7 separate regions of the Mus musculus genome follow, and all the other regions are linked to region 7. A link is a contact called in public HiCAR-type and promoter capture Hi-C data. All regions are on one chromosome and are shown on one strand. The core of a region is the stretch at or near the end of the contact, and the rest is flanking DNA. Distances in the headings are between cores, read along the strand shown. Region 1 overlaps Itpr2 (inositol 1,4,5-triphosphate receptor 2). Region 2 overlaps Itpr2 (inositol 1,4,5-triphosphate receptor 2). Region 3 holds the start of Stk38l (serine/threonine kinase 38 like). Region 4 overlaps Itpr2 (inositol 1,4,5-triphosphate receptor 2). Region 5 overlaps Itpr2 (inositol 1,4,5-triphosphate receptor 2). Region 6 holds the start of 4930407I02Rik (a long non-coding RNA gene). Region 7 holds the start of Etfrf1 (electron transfer flavoprotein regulatory factor 1).

Region 1 (2,725 bases), core at 181-2,680, 1.2 Mb before region 7:
CACAATGTACCAGTAAATTAATTAGCTTCCTACTAACCTGTACATGGGCATTCTTGCAGTTACATGTCTTATTGTTTTGTTAATATATCAAATTATATTTTTATATAAATATAATAAATAACGATTAAAATAATTAGCTTTTGTATCAACTACATATGGCCTCAAGGAAAAGCCTTAAAGACATACCTATCATAGCACTAATTAATTAACAGTAATTGGCATTCCATGCTGAGTTGGGAAAGGAAACCTGAAGACATAGTGTGGCTGAGATCCACAGAATGTCTGAAAACAGTGTTTTCATGAAATAAGGTAAAGGTCTCAGGTCTCAGGGACAAAGTCTTTCTGACAGCAGTAAATTGTTTCCAGAAAGCATTTGATTTCAGGGACTTTTAGGACCTTGAGTGAGTTATGAGCACATTAACTGCTGTGCCCAACTTTTTATTTCATAATATAAATACAGAATAATCCAAGGTCTAGGGAACATAAAATTCTTCTTTTCAAAAATAATATTATTTTTTGAGAACTTCATACATAAATACTGACTGCATTTATCTTACATCTGCCTCACCCTCTCCCCTTCCAAGTTCTCTCTCCTCCAAATTCATGATTTCCCCTATCATTATTATAGGTATATATATATATGTATATATATATGTATGTATATATATATATGTATGTATGTGTATATATATATATATATATATATATATATATATATATATATATATATGTATACACACACACACACACACACACACACACACACACACACAACCTACTGAGTTCACTTAGTGTTCCTCATTTGTGTCCGGTGTTGACCACTTGGTATTGGACAACCTGTGTGGGACCTGGTCCCTGGAGCAGGCACCATATCACCTCTAGCTCTTCTCTTGAGGGTGGGGTCATGTGGAATTTCCCTTATTCAAGTTTGCATGTCAACTGGACCTGTCCTTACACTGATCTTGCTCAGGCAACTGTGTTGTTTAGAGTTCATAGGTCACACATGAAAGGCACAGTCTCACAGCAGACTCTCAAGAGTCTTCTGGCCTTACAATCTTTCCACCTCCTCTTCTGTGACTTTCTGTGTCTTAGGTATAGGGGATGTGTGTAGTTGTATTAATCAGACATGGGCACCCCAGGGCCAAGCAGTCACTGTATTTTGACCAGTTGTGGATCCCTGAAATAATCTACACCTATTGCAAAAAGAAATTTGAGAACATAAAAGTCTCCTGGAAACATACGGTCATATTTCATGAACTCCAAGGGACAGTTCCTTTCCACGTTGAATTCTTGTCTCGAGGCTCATGGCCTTGATCACATGATCCTTCTCAGAGAACGCTCTCAGCCTGCTGGCTTCTCTCCGCAGTCAGGGCTACCTCCTCATACTTCTTTCCCATGCTCCCTGACCTAGCAAGAATTTGGCTCCCTGTGAGAGATGGGGTGTGTGGGTGTGGGGACATCTCCAGAATCTCTCTTGTGGCTTCTTGTTAATGCATTCATTCCTGTGGCCATTTATCTGCATACTGTGAGGGGGTGAAGGGGCTCAGAGAGAATTTCATGTATTTAGAATCACGGTTGCATATGTATTTGGAGTTATTTCCTTTTGCCTATAACAAGGCGAGAGTGACATTTGGAAACCATTACCTGATGTAAATTTCAGGTTAAAAAAATTGTACATGTCCTTTATATTGTTTTAATTTGGGGAAGTTACCAAAAAAAAATAACAGAATACTAAAAACATATAGAAAACATATTTTAATTGATCTGAATATTTCTGTGTAGGTTCATACAAATACCTAAGTATTTACCATCTTAATAAAATACAATTTCTAAATAAAATCCATTATGATATTGATGTAGTGGATTTGTCCTTGACTTTGCAAGCAGCGGGGTTTGGTTTGTTTGTGTTCATCACCCAGGACGAGCAACCACTAATGTCCTCCCCCACTAAGCAGGAAGCGGGCAGCCTTTGCATTAGTTCCAGTCACACATTTCTACGGTGTTTTAAAGTCTGTGTTATCTGTAAAAAAATGCAAATATGGTGCAAAGCATGCGCGTGTGTCCATCAAAACAGGAGGATTTTTTTTTTTATTCCTCTAGGTGTTTGGGATCCTTAAAGCACCTTTCAAGGAGAAGGCTGGAGAAGGTTCGATGCTGAGGCTGGAGGACCTGGGCGACCAGCGCTACGCCCCGTACAAGTATGTGCTGCGTCTCTGCTACCGTGTGCTGCGGCATTCGCAGCAGGACTACAGGAAGAACCAGGTGGGTCTGGAGCCTCAGCATTGGCTTTGGTGGCTGTTAAAGTGCACACTGGAGGAGGAAGAAACTGGACTTTGCAAGGATGGGTTGTATGTGGCAGCTCATAGAACCACCTATAAGAACTGTGGAGTTAAACAGGTGTTCTTTCTTAGGACTTAGACTCGATGGTGGGATGTGCATATCTATCTTCTGGGTATGGCATGGTGTTGCGTTCATGAACACATAGCAGATGTGGCTACCCGCATAAGGCTTGCACACACAAAAAGATAGGACTAACTGGGGGGAAGAAGTGGGATCTTTCAGGAGTGAGAGTCATAAAGAGAGGGTAATGGAGGGCAGATATGGCCACAGTATACTGTATATGTGTGTGGATATGACCATAGTATACTGTATATGTGTGTGGAGCAGTCAGGGCATGGTGCCACACACCTTTAATCTCAGTACTTGGGAGGCAGAGGCAGGCAGA
Region 2 (2,751 bases), core at 133-2,632, 1.1 Mb before region 7:
CTTTTTACACATATTTAGATACCCTGGTTGCTGATAACATAATTTCTCCCATAAATGAAGCTTTAAATTTATTCTAGAGGAAAAAAGATGACTCTCATTTAAGCCATCTTTAAAAACTGGCAGAAATCGGGTCCGCATAGTTAACTCTCTCAGAATTCTTAGCTTTTATTTCCTTAGATGATGAGAATACAAATGTCCTTAGCTCTGTTATATAAACATTGTAACACATCACTTCACCAAGTCAAGAAAGTAGCTTCTTTTGATGTTGTCTTTAGCTTTATGCAGGAGAAGCCAGGCATTTCTTCCATCCTTAAGTGTCCATGATGGAAGAAAGTAAGGCGCCTCAGGAACCCGTGCGTGATATGTGCTCTCCTTTGCTACCATGTCCCTGGCGTGTATTGTTGTGAAGTTTCTTTTTCAGAAATGGATTAAGAGCAACCACAATGAGAAAGTACATCTCAGAATTACTGAAGTTCATTTTTATTACAGACCTCAGGTAGCCCGAGGAGACAAAATGTTTACCCTGTACCTTTCTAGAAAGGGGAACAAGAATTAAGGTTTAACAGAACCCCAAGATCCACAGTTCCGTGCTAGCCTAGGCTACATAGTGTGACTCTGTGTAGGGGAGGAGGGTGAGAGAGAGGGAAGGGAGGCTGGGGAGGGAATGGAGGGAGGACCGGAGCCCCCAAAGACTTACTGTTTAGTGAACATTTGGTGTAAGCTTATTTTCTGCTGTGATACTGGCCTTTGTTATGATTTTCTATTGCAATATTTTATTATTCTGGGGCAAAAAGATAAAGGCAGTCTGATTTTCTTTTCTTTTTTTAAAATATAGCCTTTTCAGACTTTTCTTTTTAAAAAAAATTTTATTTATTTTATGTATGTGAGTACACTGTCCTGTCACTGTCTTTAGACACACCAGAAGAGGGCATCAGAACTCATTACAAATGGTTGTGAGCCACCATGTGGTTGCTGGGAATTGAACTCAGGACCTTTGGAAAAGCAGTCAGTGCTCTTAACTGAGCCATCTCTCCAGCTCCTGTGATTTTATTGTCAAATGCAGACATGAGCTGCATAATGACCCTGGCCAGTGACACCCCAGGTGTAAAATAGCAAGAACTGAAAGATTCCCGGAGACAGTGACCTCATAGCCACCCTGCTGTCAGATCACAGTGTGTTAGTCAGGAGTCTGGAGAAGTGTGTGGGAACCACCACACAGCTGGCTGTGTCAGTGTGTGGCATGTGCAGTCACACGCAGAATGTAGCACTTGCAAGTGATAGTTACTGGTTTATGTGTTGAGTATACTTTGTCTCTCTGTGTGTATCTGTGTGTAAGAGTATGCATTTGTGTATGTGTCTGTTTGAGTCTATATGTGTATCTGTGTGTTTGTATGTATGTGTGTGTGTGTAAAAGAGTATGTGTGTATATGCATGACTCTGTGTGTGTCTGTATGTGTGTCTCTATGTGTATCTGTGTATGTATGTTGGTATGTGTGTATAAGAGTATGTATGTGACTCTGTGTGTCTCTGTGTGTATATATGCATGTGTATGTGACTCTGTGTGTGTGTGTGTGTGTGTGTGAGAGAGAGAGAGAGAGAGACAGAGAGGGAGAGAGAGAGAGAGAGAGAGAGAATGCACAACCGCGGCTTACATACCTTGTCTCCTGACTGTATTACTTCTCCTTTGCTTCAGTTACTTTTGTGCTGCTTTGTTAGCCCTGATCCAAGAATCAATAGATTATACTCTGTCAGTCTGTCTCTCTATCATCTATGTATCCATCCTCTATTTATATATCTCTCTATACCTATTATTTAAAAATCATCTGTCTGCCTATTATCTATGTATATTTATGTATCATGTGTATCAATTATCTGTCTGTGAGTGCAACTATCTATTGAGCTATCACTTCTCTGCCTACCAGTTCTAGTTATCATTCATCCATATGTACATCTATCTGTTGTCTGTGTCCTATCTCTATGAATCTGTAATCTGTCTCTCTGTCATCTCTCTCTTCCTCCCACCTATGGAACCCACATGTATTGCATAACACATATGCTAGGCTATACAGACTGGCACAATTGCACAACTGCCACCTATAACAGAGCCATCTGAGTATGTGCTTCAGAACACGGTGCAGCACCAGCAGCAACGCATGCCTTCAGATAGACCTTTCACCCAGTGAATCTTGTTCCCAGTCCCACTGTGCCAAGCACACAGAGCCCCAGGGGTGATGGCTGTGCACTGTGACTGTCCCTCCCCAACTGCCACGTGGTGATTTCTTGGGCTCTGGGGGAAACCAGCCATTGGTTGATTTCAAAAGGGGGACTCTGAGGGATAAAGGGGGACGAGTGGAAGGGCAAGGAAGACAAAGAAGATAGTGGGAAAATTTGAACAATGATCTACTTATGAAAATGTGATAATGAACCCCACTCCTTTATTTGTATGCTAACTAACAATTAATGAAGAATGATCTTGGGATTACTGAATGCCTGCACCTCCCTGTGTTGTTGATCGACTCTTGAGATTCTCCAGGAACCACCTTTGTCCCTGTCCCTCCATCAATGATAGGAGATTAAGAAGCAACAATGTCTTCCTTTTAATTTCCTGTTTTGGGAACACAAGGGATAAACGCTTAAAAACGTGATATAATTGAAATGACTTTAATATAGATATCATGTAATTTGTTGTTTTAGAATTACTTTTGGTTTTATAGAAAAGAAAAAACTCCAGTTCAGCTTGATGATGAAGGA
Region 3 (2,719 bases), core at 197-2,696, 1.5 Mb before region 7:
GACTATGATCAAAATATATTTAAAATTTAAAACTGTTTTAAATAATAAAAACTGCAGAGAACACCTTTTTATTTAGACAGCCTTAGTTTCTATTCTTTGGCTTATTTGTAAGCAAACTCAAGAAAACAAGTGCTGAGACTTCCAGTATTCTATTTAATGTGGTTTTTCTGAGTCTAATTTGTTCATTACTTAACAGCAAGGCCTTTCAAAAGAGCACGGAAACTACACCGAACTATGCTTCTCATTCTAAACACATCCCAACAAATGGGATGCCTAATCGGGCCTCTAACTAGGAGAAAAAACGCTCAGCAGAGCGAAGGCAAATACCAAACTTTTATCCCTTGTACTTCTTCTGAGACCAGGATTTTCCAAATAAAAGTACTTTTATGACCTCGCGCAATATCATAATTTATCGTATATTTAACTAAATTATCTCCCCAAATAGACACAAGAGCAACTAACTCAAATAAAGTGCCTCTTGGCCACGAGGGAAAGAGCATAATAAACTTAATTGTTTTATATATCCTGAGGCGTAAGAGAAAAACCTTTCCATTTAGGCTTGTGCGTGAGACATCAAGACAACTTGATATGCAAATTGCAAGGCTTATTGACTTAAAGTAGGGAGACCTGACCGATTTAAGCCACGACTGCCAAATAAGGGGTAATCACCACCTTAAAACCATTGAACTTTGTTCGCCTGGCTTCTTGGCAGTCGTGTGGCTAATACCAGAGCCAAATCCATAAGTGGCTTCTACCGAAACGCGTCCCAAGTTGCAGAGGAGCCGGAGAGCGCGCCGGCTCTGCACCGAGTGAGTCCCGAGGGGCGGCAGCAGCGCACCTCTACACCAGCCGCTGCTCCAGACCCACCTCGCATCTCTTCACCGCGTTTCTCCAAACTTCGGGACCCAAGAGCGACCCCGCAACAGAGAAAGTAGCATCGGTGACAGGGACGCCGCGGCTCGGGCACAGTTTGCCGTCGCTGTGCACCGGCAACTTTGTGCCGGCGAGCCGTGCCCTCTGCGTCCGGAGGGGACGGGAAGGTGGGCCCGGAGCAGGACGCGCGCGGGGCTGGCGGCTCCGCTCCCGGTACGCAGGCTGCCGCACCCGGCTCGGCGAAGGCCCCGGTGACTGACAGGCGGTGGGGGCGCGGCCCCGCCTGCAGCCCGGGGACGCCGCGCACGGCCGCGGTTCTCCGCTCCGCCAGGGACACCTGGGCTGGGCGCCGCGGGCTGTACCGCGCCAAGCCCCTCACACCTCCCCGCAGCGAGCGCCGCCCTAGCCCCGCGGCCCTGCCCCGCGCCGGCGCCGGTGCCCTCGCCCGCTCTCACCTGCCGGTGTCGCCCGCGCCCGCTCAGCCTCCTCCTCAGTCACCGCAGCCCGCGGCGCGCGTCTCTCGCGCCAGGCCCCGCCTCGTCCCGCCCCGTGAGGCGGTGCCAAAGCGGCCGCGCCAGAATCTCGCGAGACTTGATCTCCTAGATTTTTTTTTTTAAAGGGGTCGCCCCTGACGTCATACGCACCCAGGCGGAAGTGTCCTTCTGGCGTCAGCGCCAGTACCGACCCCCACCTTCGCGGGCGGAAGTGTAGGTTGGTCCAGGAACCTGAGCTCAGTCTAATCACTACTGGGCGTTGTAACGTTCTTGTCTCATGGCCCTCTCCAGTTCTAACTGGTTCTGCCTGACCCTGAGAGAGGCCTGGTGTGATGGAGCTCTCCTCAAGGCAATGCAAAGATGGCTCCATAGAGGAGAGATCACCAATGTAGCAGCTCTGTGACTTCCACGTCTCTATAACTGAACCCGAAAGGCTTAGGAGGATTTAGAATTTAGGAAGACCACAAGAAACTTACCAGCATACATGAAAATTTGCTAAACTTACCTGAAAAATCCCAGAGCAGTTGACAACATAACATACAGCATTAGGCTAGAAAATTGTCGTCGTCATTGTCTCTTCCCTTCGCATCAAAGGTAGGCAGGCAAACTTCAGGACCCGCGGACTAGCCAAACACTATACACTGTGTGTCCTACACACACCTACTCTTAATTTATACATCCAGCACAGTAAGAGATTAACAACCGAACCATAGATTTAAGCAACCTCAACAACATTTACTTTAAAAAAACAAACAAACAAACAAACTTTGACGCCAGGTACAGTGTTTCATGCATGTAATCCCATCACCAAGGAGGCTGAGGCAGAAGCTGCGGCAAGTTTGAGACCAGCCTGGGCTACATAGTGAGTTTGAGCCCAGCTAGAGCTACAGAGTGAGACCCAGTCTTAACAATACAAAAGCAGGCTAAATCTTATCTTTGATGTAGACAGCCAGCTGCTCTTGTGCTTTGGGGCTATTATGAAATAAAATGAGGATTATTGGAACAAGGACCATGCCTCCCAGGGGGCCAGGAGTTTCACATACACAACATTGACACTCCAGAGGAACTGCTAGCGTCCTGGGAGCAACACAGTGAGGGGAGTGAGAGACTTCATTGGCTACTTAGAACGGCATTTTCAGTTTAAAACTGGTGAATCATTTATTTCTGGAATTTTCCACTTCATAATTTTGGAACATGGTTGACTGTGGGTACTGCCAAAGTGAATCTGTGGATAAAGGGAGAAGAGTGTGTGATATTTAGAAAATCACTTTCCCATGGAGAACACAGGGGAGAGTTTTGGGAAAGTGACAAGAGTTTTGCTTTTTAAGATAAAACTGGTCTTTGAGTAAGAC
Region 4 (2,700 bases), core at 59-2,558, 1.2 Mb before region 7:
GATTGTGCACCGAGCATGCGCAGTGGGGCTTCTGCAAGCGCTTGTACACCGAGCATGCGCAGTGGGGCTTCAGCAAGCGATTGTACACCGAGCATGCACAGTTGTAAGCCACTGAAGACCAGGCTCTACATTATGGTGAATGTAGAAAGCATCAACGCTTAGGACAGCACTGGAGGATACACGTGGGTTTTATTCTGCAAGACCATGAGTAGCCGAGGTTAAAAGATGCCCTTCCTCAGCATGAGGAGACTCGCCACACAGTGTTAGAAGATGCAGATTAACTTTCCAGAAACATAGAGGGCCAGAAAACCAGGGTTGAAATGTAGAAATAAGCATTTAATTACAGGACGGGTAATTCAGACATTTGGACTTTATGTGATTGCAGACTTGTCACCTGTCTCTCTGTAATGTCACTTCCTTGGGACACATGAGTTAGTCAGTCAAGGTGAAGGTGGCAGATGCGGACTGTACAACTGTGCAGACGCTGTGACTTAGAGACCTTAAGTTCGGGACCGTGCCTGTGGGAGAGAAAACAACGTCATCTGAGGAACGGCTAACACAGCCTTGGAACCAATCCTGCCCCGTGGGAAGGGCAACACTCGGGCATCTCTGCTCCCCATTCACTGCTTCAGACATTTCCACACTGTGGAGCTCAGTCACTAAAGCAACAACTTGGTATTTCTTTCCAAAGCAAGACAAAGCAAAGAATGTAAAATAATTTTGTTAAAGATTTCACATGGCCTTTGGCTTGGCAAGCCAGGGTCTCATTTTGTTTGGACTCGAACTTGCTATTTTTCAGAGACTGGCTTTGAACTCCTGATACTCCTGCCTCACCTTCCAAGTGCGTGCCGCCACACCTGGCTGTCATATTTCCTTCTAGAGTAGCTTACTTGGGAGTTGGGGAGAGCTCAGTGAATAAGCTGCTTGCCTTGAAAGCACGGGGTTCTTGCCATTCGGGACTTACCTGAGAAGGGCCAGGCGTGGGGGCCTGTGCTTGTAATCCTACCATTGGGTAAATGGAGACAGGCTCTGTGGCCAGCCAGCCTAGCCCATCAGGAGGGCTCTAAGCCAGTGAAATACAGTGTCAATTAAAAAAAGAAGTGAGTGATGTACACCACACACACACACACACACACACACACACACACACCCCAGTGAAGAAAATGGGCTCGCTTATTTGTTTGTAACTAGGTCAAGCGTCCACTAGATGGCACTAAACCCCTACTTCCTAACTCCAATACTCCTAGGAACAGTTAATAAAAAAAACCACTAAAGTGCTGGAAGAGGACAGTCTTGGCGTCCCATGCTCTGAGAGTGAGGAGGCAGGAGGCCAGGATTGTCTGCAGCAGCAGCAGCTGTAAAGTTGAGTCTGAGGCCCACATAGAAGACACTTTCTAGAAAAAAAATAAATAAAAAGAAAAGAAACAAACACCAACTAAAACAAAACCCCAAAAGCAAAACAACAGCAGCTAGCTAGGGAAATGGCTCAGCTGGGAGATTGCTTAAGCAGATGACGGCTATCCCTGGGACCTGCAGTGTGGTTGGCGCTCCTCGCTCAGGTTGCCAAAGGGTCTGGTGCCCTCTTCTGGTCTCTACAAGTACTGCACCTGCATTCAGGAACCCACTTGTGCCCCCACCTTCACCCCCACCCCCAAAGGACTAGAAAGCAAGACTATGAGCGTGAATCATGGGCTTCTGTGATTTCAGTCTGTTTCCTTCTGTTGTGTGAGTGTAAGACTGCTGGCATCCTGCATCTGACTCGGTACAGTTAGCGAGACTCTTGTGGCGACCTGACTTTCTCTTCTGCACACTGCACTTTAATTGTGTGTTTTGATGAAGGCTACCTGTCGATATTGCCAGTAACCACTACATTCTCTCATCCACTCTCTCCACCTTGTGGACCCTGAATTTGATCTTGGCTATCTCACGGTCTTATAAATGCATGAAATATTCTTAGAACTCGGGTCATTTCCCCACAGTGACACCTCTCCTCCCCGGTTATAGGCATCACAACTTGGGAATCAAGATAAGCATATCTTTCCATGGCAGTTTCTACACTTAGATGCTGATGACTGTAAACATATAAGACTGATGTAAACATCATTCATTTAACAGCCTCTTTCGTGCGGCATGATCTTCCCTTTAGCTTAAAAGCCTCTGAGGTCCCGGGAAATCTTTCCTTCAGCATAAGAGCCTATCTGTGGAGTCGTTCTGTTTTGGCTCACACCTTTCTGTTTGCTGGAGGCAGGAGAGGAGATGTTGCAGTCTCTTGGGGTGTGGCTTGCATTCCTCAGACCTGTCACACATGGCTCTGTGTGACATTCCCGTCAGTAGCCCACATCTCATCTGTGAAGAATTAAGGATTAAGAACATTTCTCAGAAGGGGAATTGTGAAGTTAAATGAATGAACTCTCAAAAGCATTTTTAAAGAAACATCACACAAGAGGTTCTGCAAACTCAAATTAGTCCTACTTCTCTTACTTGTGGTGATCTCTCTCCCTTATCTCCTGATTAAAATTCAACCTGCCCTTTAATGGTTTCCTTGAACACCAGGAATAATTATTTTTTTTAATTTTATGCATATGAGTATACTGTACTGTATGTATGTCACTGTTTTCAGACACACCAGAAGAGGTCATCAGATCCCATTACAGATGGTTTGAGCCCCCATGTGGTTGCTGGGAACTGAACTCAGGACCT
Region 5 (2,742 bases), core at 198-2,697, 1.1 Mb before region 7:
CACCTCCTGGTAGCAATATTTACATTGAAATCTTTTGAAAATCACTTACTATAGTGGGTGCTGTGGAGGAGGACAACTTTGTGAGTGAGGCTGGATTAAGCTTAGGTTTGAACCAGGCTTACTTGCCTATCTTGTCAGGCCTGGATTCATTTTTTAAGCATAAATTATTTGCACAAACTAATAGCATTATTTGTGACATACTTCTGAGTGTCTATAACATATTTTGGTTGCTCCAACTTCAACACCTGTGTATATGGCCTCCCTGCCTCCTTAGATGTCAGTGGGCAGACCATAGAGCAGGGCTACAATTGAGATGCAATATCACAAGTTACCAGTAGGCGTCACTGTTCCATAAATGATGTCTCTTGGAGTAGCTGAGTACAAACCTTTAAATTATATAAATGTTTTCATTTCTTCTCATTGATACTTTGAATTCTCACTATATAATTTTAAATATTCAAGCCAGGTGAGATCAAAACTGTTTCTACCTAAATCTAGTTCAGGTTTTATTCAGAATTCTAGTCATTGGTGTTATTTTAAACAACTCTTCCCCTGTTTAATTTTAGCTACTGTAATATTAAATCGCTTCCTTCGGTATTACTTTGGTATTTAATAAAGACATAGGTGCATCTTGGAATCCTGAAAAACACATGTTTGTCACTTCTTCTGTGTGTTTGTGGGTAGTCTCTGCTTTCTCTTCATGTGTCAAGTTCATACCATCGCAGGTTGCCTGCCAAGCTCTTGTTTTTGAAAATAGCAGGCACACATTGATTGCTTTATACCTGGGTTCAGGATCTTTGTATGTAGATAGACTTTTTTTTTAGAATGAGAATTCGAATACAGAAAAGGATAGGTGTCCATTTGGCATTCAGTGCTTTTTCACTAGGGCCCAGCATTAGCATAAGAGAAGGCCTGGGGGTGCGTAGATGCTCAGTCACATTCACCACACTCATGTGAGCTCAGCGTTAACAGAGTAGCATCACCAGGAAACTAGATATACTCATGATATCTCATGATAGTGCGTGTTCTGTCCAAGCGCTGGGAACAAACCATGTGTGTCTGGAGTTAGTTGTTCCTTGGGGCTCACATTTGGAGAAACACTTATGATTGACAATTGGTTATACTTACTATAACATCTTAAATAAATTATCCCAATGTAGCCACAATCTAAAAGTTTATTTGAAAGGGCAGGGGGAGAGTTGTACAGTGTACATTTGACACCTGCTTTTGCTGTGGCTTGTGGTGACTTCTGTCCTGATATGATCTGTATACAGTGTGATCACTTTTAAAAAAGACCTCTCCCTACTGGTAGGCAGGAAACCGTGTCTTGTGTTCACTGCCAAGAAAGTCCCCAGGCACATGACAACACATGTGTACACTGCATATCAGAGCTGCAGGGTGTGGTTGGAGGAGACACGGACGGCTGAGCCACTGAGGCGGCTCTGCCAGCAGCAGCCTGTGGTTATGTAACTCCTGCAGTGTCTGGCGCTGTGCTTCACTGGAGACAAGTCACGTGCTGTGCAATGCCATTGCCTGAAATTCAGTTGCTCTGAAGGATCCGTGAGTCTGCGTGAGAGAAGCTTTGGCCGCTCTGTACTAGAAAGCAGATGTTGATCGGCTGCACATAACTGATGAGTGTGCACACTAATTCCAGCAAGGACATTTGCTGTCTGTCTGTCTGTATCTCATTATGCTCCTGAAGAGAGAAAATTAAGTATTATGTAATACGGACAAATAATGAAGTGGAGGGAAGCAACTCAGTCCTCCTCACTAGAAAAACTTGTCCCACATCACTTAAAAATATTTTTATGATGATTCAGCAATTAATGCAACAACAACAACAACTATTCCTACTACTACTACAAAAGTAACATACTGGACATTATTTTTGGGAATTTGTGTAGGTAGCAACCAGTATTTTCCCCCAATGCGTGGTCTATGAAGGAAAAAGGAAATTTGCAAATTTTAAGGAACATTAGTGAGAAAAAATTAAATTATGAGTTCAAGTGGACTTTTCTTTTTAAAAGATTTTTATTTTATCTTTGTTTGTGTATGTGCATCTGCATATGCAGGTATCCACATGGGCCGTGGAGGGTGCCAGACCCTTGGGGCCTTTGTCCTTGTGGGGCCATCTTTCCGGCTCTTCAGATAACCTAGAAGGTTATCTGAAGTTAGAAACTTTGGGCAGATTTTACTTTCTTTGTGAGAGTTGTGGAATTGGGACCAGTCAGAAATTCACCCTTATTATATGGCTGAGACTTCAGATTGCATCTCTCAGAAGGAGATCTGGAGTCTGCAGGAAGGCAGCGGTCGGTCGGTGTAGGGAGAGAGGCTGAGGGTTCATTTATCTTCCCTGGGGCCTCACAGAGAACCCAGAATACAGCCAACTTGGGCTCAGCTCTCCTGACCGCCTCTGGCTTCCTGCCTGCAGGATTTCAGCAGTCAGACCGATGCTAATGGCTGTGAGTAGAAATCAAAGGCCCTGAAGCCCAGACTCAGTCCACTCTGCTGTGTCAACAGGGATTAGCTGTTCAGTTCTGTGATTTTGGGTAGGTTCCTCTTAAACTGTAACAAAACCAATGTTGTTCATTTTTTTCCCTCTTGCAAAAGGTCTTTTTATTTTTCTCTTATTCGTTAAAACCTCCGGATGGGAGTTTGTTGAAATCCCCATTTTTATTCCAACCTTATCGTACATATGTGGATTCTGCGTGTTGTTTTCTAACACACTCAAAATGAGATTAT
Region 6 (2,700 bases), core at 46-2,545, 2.0 Mb after region 7:
CAGCCATGTAAGCTCAGGGAACTGACTGACACCGGGCAGGAGCGACTCATGCAGCCCCCACTCTGACATCAGGATGTGCTGTAGGCAAACCTCTTACATGGTTGTAAGCCGTGATTTGAGGGCTCTGTCTGTATTCACTGGCGCTCCTTTAGAGAGTTACTGAAGGAGTTGTGAACCAGAAAGGAGCCAGAAGGAAACAACCAATTTATTAACCTGAGTGACTACTTAGTCCTAGAAACTCTGGTACAGGGTAAAGCAGTTAGAACCCACGGGGCCGCAGGCAAAGTGACTCTAGATACAACTGAGTCAAGGCTGCCTTCCAACTATGACCCCTGTGTTAGGGTCAGCTCCAGGTAAGAGGCTCAAAGGAGCCGACTCAACATATTAAGATTCCCTGCTGTGTGCTGCAAGTCTGTAGTCAGAACTGGTCATATGCAAGCCGCTTCGTGGGTTACACAATGGCCTCATTCATCTTGAATCCTTCACAGAAACCCTGTGTCTGTCCCACCGAGTCTGAACGACTTCATCTACATATCCAATCCACAGAAACCCTGTGTCTGTCCCACCAAGTCTGAGCGACTTCATCTACACATCCTAGCTTTGTTTTCATCCTGTCCTCCAAGTCCCTGGGACACAACCTGTGATCTGTTTGCTAACAAGAACCAACTCTCTCATTAAGTCAGATTTAAAAAAAAAAAAAAATTCACCACAAGGATGGAAGTCAGCAGCTCATGGTCCTCCAGAGGCCCGCAGCAAGGAAGTGGTTAAACGATTAAAAACGCAAAATGCAATGCAGCAAGCTGTGTACAATTAACCAGAATTCAAATATACACCTTGTTCCAATCCCAGGCATTTATCAGATAAAAATAGTCTTCTACAAGAATGTCATGATTAATGAGGTGAGACTCCAGCTAATTACTGTTTCCTCCAGAAGTAATTAGGTTGGCATCGCTAATCAAGATGAATGAACGCTCTGACCCGCTTTTTTAAATGTAAAACTCAGAGTTCCGACCACAATCTCAGCATTTAGTTCAGGCAATGTAGTCTTTATTAGGCTTGTAGTTTGATTAAATTCTTTTGTTACACCAGGCCTTCCACACATGAACACAGGAACGCGGAGATGTTCAAAGAGTTTTTCACCCTTAATTAAAGACCGCAAAGCCTTGTTCCATTCACGGGGCAATACATAGGACAGGTCTAAATTGATAGCTTTTAAGTAGAGCGTAAGGAATAAGAAAAGGCGCTTTAGCGCTAGCCCAGCTGAGAGAAGTCTTCCCCCACCCTCCTCCCAGAACTGCACTTGTTATGGTGGAGAAATAAAAGGGAAACAATTTTGTTATATTTTATTAAGCAGCTTTTTTTTTTTCACTTTCTCGCGGCCCCTCTTAAGGAAGGTAGGGCATGTGTCTAGCTTTATTCTTTTGTCTAATGAGTTTTGAGTAAGGGAGGGAGGAAACACGATCCAATTAGTCCCATCAGTAAAGCGCTCCTCAGTGTGGACCACAGGTGCCTTTAGAAGCAGGCCCTGTATTGCGGTCTCCTGCCTCTGACTGGAAAGCGACTTATTCCCATTCCTGACCCACGGTGCCGGTAAAGTAAAAAATGTTTGTTTTCAAGATGTAATTGCGCTTTGTTTTCTGTTGAGCAAAGAGACTAACTCAGTTTGCGGCTAAATGTATCAAATCAGTTCTCCACAGGATGGTGTATCAGTATTTCACAAAATGTGACAGTATCTTCACCCCCGAATTCGCTAACTGGAGGCTAAAATCAGGTCTTGGCACATTCACCCTCCCTCACACTTAATAGCTTCCCGGCTCCCTCCCGCCCTCTCCCCCTTCACCGGTTGCTGTCTATTTCCTGTTTGCTCTCCCTTCTCCATAGTTACTCCATGGGAGTGGGACCCTCCTCTCGCCCTTCCTCTGCCAGTTGGTTTATGTTTCCACTTGCCAGGTTGGGAAATCCTATTTTTATATCTTCTACTTAATTATATTCCCAGTCTAGAATGTGCTGTCTCCTCTGATTGATGTACTTGGACCGCCCGCTGTTTTGTTTTTTTGTTGTTTTTTTTTTTCCTGCGACTCTGCATACAGGAGGATAAAATAATCTTAAATTTTGACACCTCGCCTAGGTTTAGGAATCTGTTTCTTTTTCGGGGGCTTTTCCCTGTTGTAGAATTTCATAAATGGCTTTGGCATTAGTAATTCCTTTTTTTTTTTTTAATCTCGTCTTCAATTAGAAAGACATATTAACACAGCCGACCTCCAGGTTCTGTCTACCCCGTATGGGGCTGCTAGGATCCTGCCGAAGAGCCGCAAAAGCCAGCCAGTCTAAGTAAGGGACAAAGGGGTGGGAAAATGGGCCACAAAGCCACACTGTTCCAACAGAGAGCCCAGACACCAATGCCCGCCCCCGGCACAGGGACAGGGACGGGTAACTGTGTCAGGATGTGGCCTGCTGCTCCGGGGTATTGTCAAGTTGTCATTCTGCACGGCACTTGGTTCTCTTTCTCGATTTTCCAGTTGGGTTTAGAATCCGTCATAGTTCCATGTCATTTACTTACTCCATCATTATTCTACACCAGGCTGCCTTTCTTAAATGCGGCTCCACTCGCGTCGCTGGGGAGCGTTAGATTTTTGTCCTAGGATGAATTAAATAGCTCCCAAGCTTTTTTAGCCTCGTCTCTCGGGTTCTCTCTTTTCC
Region 7 (2,700 bases), core at 190-2,689:
TTTCTAATAGGGGCTTGATGCCCAATGATGTTATTCTGCCCCATGATGTTCAAGTGACCAAAAAAAAAAAAAAAAAAGCTGAAGGAAATGGAGACGGCAGTGTATTGTTTCAGTGGTCTAGTGAACTAGACTCAGTATTCCTTCAGACTGTACTGGAAAACTGTCCTGTCAGATTTCCCCATACCAGAGGTTGTGCGACCATACGCCTTTAGATGGTACAGGTACATGACAGGAGAGAGGGGCTAGTACAACCCGTGTCAAGATGAAGAGATGCCAGAAAGCAGCCCTCTTATTACTCACAAATCCTGCCCAGGGACTAGAGGACATCAAAACTCAAAAAAGCATGCACAGAGTCTTGAACCATGGGATCTAACACATCTCTACTATTAGTTTTCCTCTTAGGAGAGAAGTTGATAATGACACAGTGATTTTGAGTAAGGCCATTTCTCCTGAGTCACCATGTTAATTACTGTACTTCCACACCACTTCCTAGTTTAGTCTGAGGTTTTCTGTCACTAAACACTAGTAGTTGCTTTGTTGAATAATTCAAAACAAAGGCTACCTTCCATACCTCAACAGCTAAGATAAAACAAATTTGAATTTATATGCAGTAGGTGTTAAGTTTTTATCTCATTACCAAGGTTCGGAGGGCAGTAAGGTCTTAAGTGTTGTGCAACCAATGACCTTAACCCACAAAAACTAGCTGTCAGTCCTACTGAACAGAACATTTAGTTTATGTAAGGGACAGAGCATTAGTACTCTATCTTGGGTTAGACGGGCCGTAAGCTGGGGTTGGGTTAAAGAACTGTCTCCATTCCTCTACGTCTCAAGTGCCTTTTCTTATGGAGAAGGGCTGAAATTCTGCAGGCTGCCACAACAGTACAGCGCTCCGTGACCTTGGGACAACAATGGCTTACTGGTTCTTAGAAGTCACGTTAAACTAGTGTGTGAGCAGCTCTTGAGAAGGGCGAATGCTTTGCATAGAAACTAAACTCCCACGATCAGTGAAGAATCTGTACTACTTTAATATCAAGGTAGCGACCCTCTTGGAGCTCGCCTTTGTGGCCAGATGACTCCCTGGGGGACCCGCCCGGAACCTATGGCTTCACCTAGTCGTGAGCTGGCGCCATTCCCCAGATCCCCCGGGAAGGGCTCGTCCAGACGCAAAAGAAGCGAGGAAGAAACCTTTTTACAAGGCTGGCCGTGGCGGGCCTCGGCTATAACCCCAGCTCTCAGGAGGAAGCTGAGGGATGCCCGCGAGTTCCAGGTCAGCCTGCGTTTCAGTGTGAGACGCAGCTCTCCCCACGCCCGGAAGCCCTCGCCTAAGGCATACTTCACCACCAGCAGGTCTGGGGTCCAGACGACAGCTTGCTCAGACCGCCTCACTCCAGCGCTTTGCGGCACCACGGCCGTAAATGCTCCGACCGTCTGCCGGAAGTGGGCGGAGCTGAGAGGCGGGGGTGGGCTCAGGGCGGGACTACAGGCAGCAGTGTATGGGACTCGAGGCCGCTTTCTTTGCTGGGGCGGGGCATCAGGCGGAAATGGGCGGGATTAGGTAAAAGCCGCGATGTGGGCGTACCTTATGTGGGAAGTGTGGCTTGTGTAACCAGTCTACGACTTGGGCAGTACTCACCGGAAGACTACAGTGCGATTGCGCAGGTTGTCCTTCGCAAAACACTGGGAGTTGTGAGTGGGCGTGGCCTGTCGTCTTGACAACCGTGAGCGTTCCTGCTCTGCAGAGTTCACTTATCCCTAAGCAAAGTTCCTGCTTCTGTCATGGTAAGCCAGGAAAGTGAGGGAGACAGGAAAGGGGCAAGTGCGGATTCCACTTCAGCGCTGTCGAGGGAGGGCAGGCAGACAGGGGCAGTGCGATCCAGAGGTGGCGAGATCCAGATCTTTGCAGTGACTAAACTTTACTAGCTTCCGGTGATGTACATTCCCACTTTGGCTCTGACTGCCTTGTCAGAAAAGTTTTCATTCCAACGCAGAACAATATGGAGCAAATTTCGTGTGTTGTTTCCCATTCTCCATCAAGAGATCATCAATTATCACACTCGTTGAGGGGAGATTCAGAGTGCATTATTTGTGTTTGCTGGCTGGAAGCCAGAGACACACAAAGGAGAATATTACAGCCCTCCGGCTCTGTCAGTTAAGCAGAATATCAGACACAAGCTTTACCAAGGTAACAGCTGGTGTATCTAAAGCGGAGTAATCAAGCTATTAAGGGTAGGAGAGAAGAAAAGATTGGTGCTTTTCAGTCTCTTTTAAGATATAAGTATGTATTTTCTGTAAGTGGTGGGAAGAAATGGGTAGTGAAGGCCTCCCCTGGCAAGACCCCCAATGGGTCATCAGCCAAGTTAAGACTGCTGGCAAATTACAAGAACAAGCACGTATTTGCTACATCGAAAGGTGGATTTAATTTCTTTTTCCTATCTACATAGCACTGTTTCTCAAAGACTTCCAAGCCATTTGGGGGAATATTTAAAATGTAGATTCCAGGAGGTTGCAGCTTCAAACCTAACTGTATCATGGGGCTTCCAGGAAACAAAGTACCATAAACATGTTTGCTTAAACAGTAGAAACTGCTTACCTCACCATTCTGGAGACTGAACATCTGGGGTCAGGGTGTCAGCATGGGGGCAGGGATTTATTCAGATCTCTCTTCTACTTCTAAATAGTTCTTTAGTGTGTAGCAGTGTA

Evidence for each region. Promoter capture Hi-C pulls out the DNA fragments that hold promoters and counts their contacts. HiCAR-type assays count read pairs that join an accessible place to other places.
Region 1: a promoter capture Hi-C map of cranial neural crest shows a contact between it and region 7. The contact joins the enhancer-like site here to the promoter of Etfrf1 in region 7. A contact is called at or near these places in 5 of 39 promoter capture datasets (the 3T3-L1 cell line, cranial neural crest, hippocampal neurons and 2 more).
Region 2: a contact with region 7 is called in a promoter capture Hi-C map of hippocampal neurons, with 3 times the contacts expected there. The contact joins the enhancer-like site here to the promoter of Etfrf1 in region 7. A contact is called at or near these places in 4 of 39 promoter capture datasets (the 3T3-L1 cell line, 3T3-L1-derived adipocytes, cranial neural crest and 1 more), 3 of 115 datasets of contacts at active chromatin or transcription factors (the NIH/3T3 cell line, embryonic stem cells and epiblast stem cells) and 1 of 9 other capture datasets (embryonic stem cells).
Region 3: a contact with region 7 is called in a promoter capture Hi-C map of hippocampal neurons, with 3 times the contacts expected there. The contact joins the promoter of Stk38l here to the promoter of Etfrf1 in region 7. A contact is called at or near these places in 3 of 39 promoter capture datasets (hippocampal neurons, liver and pre-B cells) and 1 of 9 other capture datasets (liver).
Region 4: a contact with region 7 is called in a HiCAR-type map of astrocytes, with 4 times the contacts expected there. The contact joins the enhancer-like site here to the promoter of Etfrf1 in region 7. A contact is called at or near these places in 8 of 39 promoter capture datasets (the 3T3-L1 cell line, 3T3-L1-derived adipocytes, cranial neural crest and 5 more) and 1 of 115 datasets of contacts at active chromatin or transcription factors (astrocytes).
Region 5: a promoter capture Hi-C map of pre-B cells shows a contact between it and region 7, with 5 times the contacts expected there. The contact joins the enhancer-like site here to the promoter of Etfrf1 in region 7. A contact is called at or near these places in 6 of 39 promoter capture datasets (the 3T3-L1 cell line, the C10 cell line, the HPC-7 cell line and 2 more), 1 of 484 Hi-C or Micro-C datasets (the G1E-ER4 cell line), 4 of 115 datasets of contacts at active chromatin or transcription factors (astrocytes, microglia, pro-B cells and 1 more) and 1 of 9 other capture datasets (adipose tissue).
Region 6: a contact with region 7 is called in a promoter capture Hi-C map of stem cell-derived epiblast-like cells, with 7 times the contacts expected there. The contact joins the promoter of 4930407I02Rik here to the promoter of Etfrf1 in region 7. A contact is called at or near these places in 3 of 39 promoter capture datasets (cranial neural crest, hippocampal neurons and stem cell-derived epiblast-like cells) and 1 of 115 datasets of contacts at active chromatin or transcription factors (astrocytes).

What each region holds. Positions count from the first base shown.
Region 1 is chr6:146,382,221-146,384,945 of GRCm38.p6, reverse strand. It overlaps Itpr2 (inositol 1,4,5-triphosphate receptor 2), which reads left to right. Exons shown (of 57, transcript NM_019923.4): 15 at 2,101-2,262. Among named protein-coding and RNA genes, the nearest start is that of Itpr2, 120 kb to the left of the region's middle. Within about 2 kb of position 1,430, at least 1 of the 459 cell types and tissues checked has an H3K27ac peak or open chromatin away from gene starts, as enhancers often do.
Region 2 is chr6:146,347,197-146,349,947 of GRCm38.p6, reverse strand. It overlaps Itpr2 (inositol 1,4,5-triphosphate receptor 2), which reads left to right. Exons shown (of 57, transcript NM_019923.4): 25 at 2,715-2,751. Among named protein-coding and RNA genes, the nearest start is that of Gm35596, 130 kb to the right of the region's middle. Within about 2 kb of position 1,382, at least 5 of the 459 cell types and tissues checked have an H3K27ac peak or open chromatin away from gene starts, as enhancers often do.
Region 3 is chr6:146,723,657-146,726,375 of GRCm38.p6, reverse strand. Stk38l (serine/threonine kinase 38 like) reads right to left here and starts at 1,446. Exons shown (of 14, transcript NM_172734.3): 1 at 1,329-1,446.
Region 4 is chr6:146,408,904-146,411,603 of GRCm38.p6, reverse strand. The region is part of intron 9 of Itpr2 (inositol 1,4,5-triphosphate receptor 2); the gene reads left to right. Among named protein-coding and RNA genes, the nearest start is that of Itpr2, 92 kb to the left of the region's middle. Within about 2 kb of position 1,308, at least 171 of the 459 cell types and tissues checked have an H3K27ac peak or open chromatin away from gene starts, as enhancers often do. A contact at or near this core is called in astrocytes and liver, where this site is marked.
Region 5 is chr6:146,270,031-146,272,772 of GRCm38.p6, reverse strand. All of the region lies in intron 37 of Itpr2 (inositol 1,4,5-triphosphate receptor 2), which reads left to right. Among named protein-coding and RNA genes, the nearest start is that of Gm35596, 52 kb to the right of the region's middle. Within about 2 kb of position 1,447, at least 182 of the 459 cell types and tissues checked have an H3K27ac peak or open chromatin away from gene starts, as enhancers often do. A contact at or near this core is called in the G1E-ER4 cell line, the HPC-7 cell line, adipose tissue and 4 more, where this site is marked.
Region 6 is chr6:143,259,222-143,261,921 of GRCm38.p6, reverse strand. 4930407I02Rik (a long non-coding RNA gene) reads left to right here and starts at 1,295. Exons shown (of 3, transcript XR_869574.1): 1 at 1,295-1,590. The region is part of intron 3 of D6Ertd474e (DNA segment, Chr 6, ERATO Doi 474, expressed); the gene reads right to left.
Region 7 is chr6:145,209,886-145,212,585 of GRCm38.p6, reverse strand. Etfrf1 (electron transfer flavoprotein regulatory factor 1) reads right to left here and starts at 1,439. Exons shown (of 3, transcript NM_133688.3): 1 at 1,334-1,439. Casc1 (cancer susceptibility candidate 1) reads left to right here and starts at 1,616. Exons shown (of 16, transcript NM_177222.4): 1 at 1,616-1,779. The coding sequence starts at 1,777.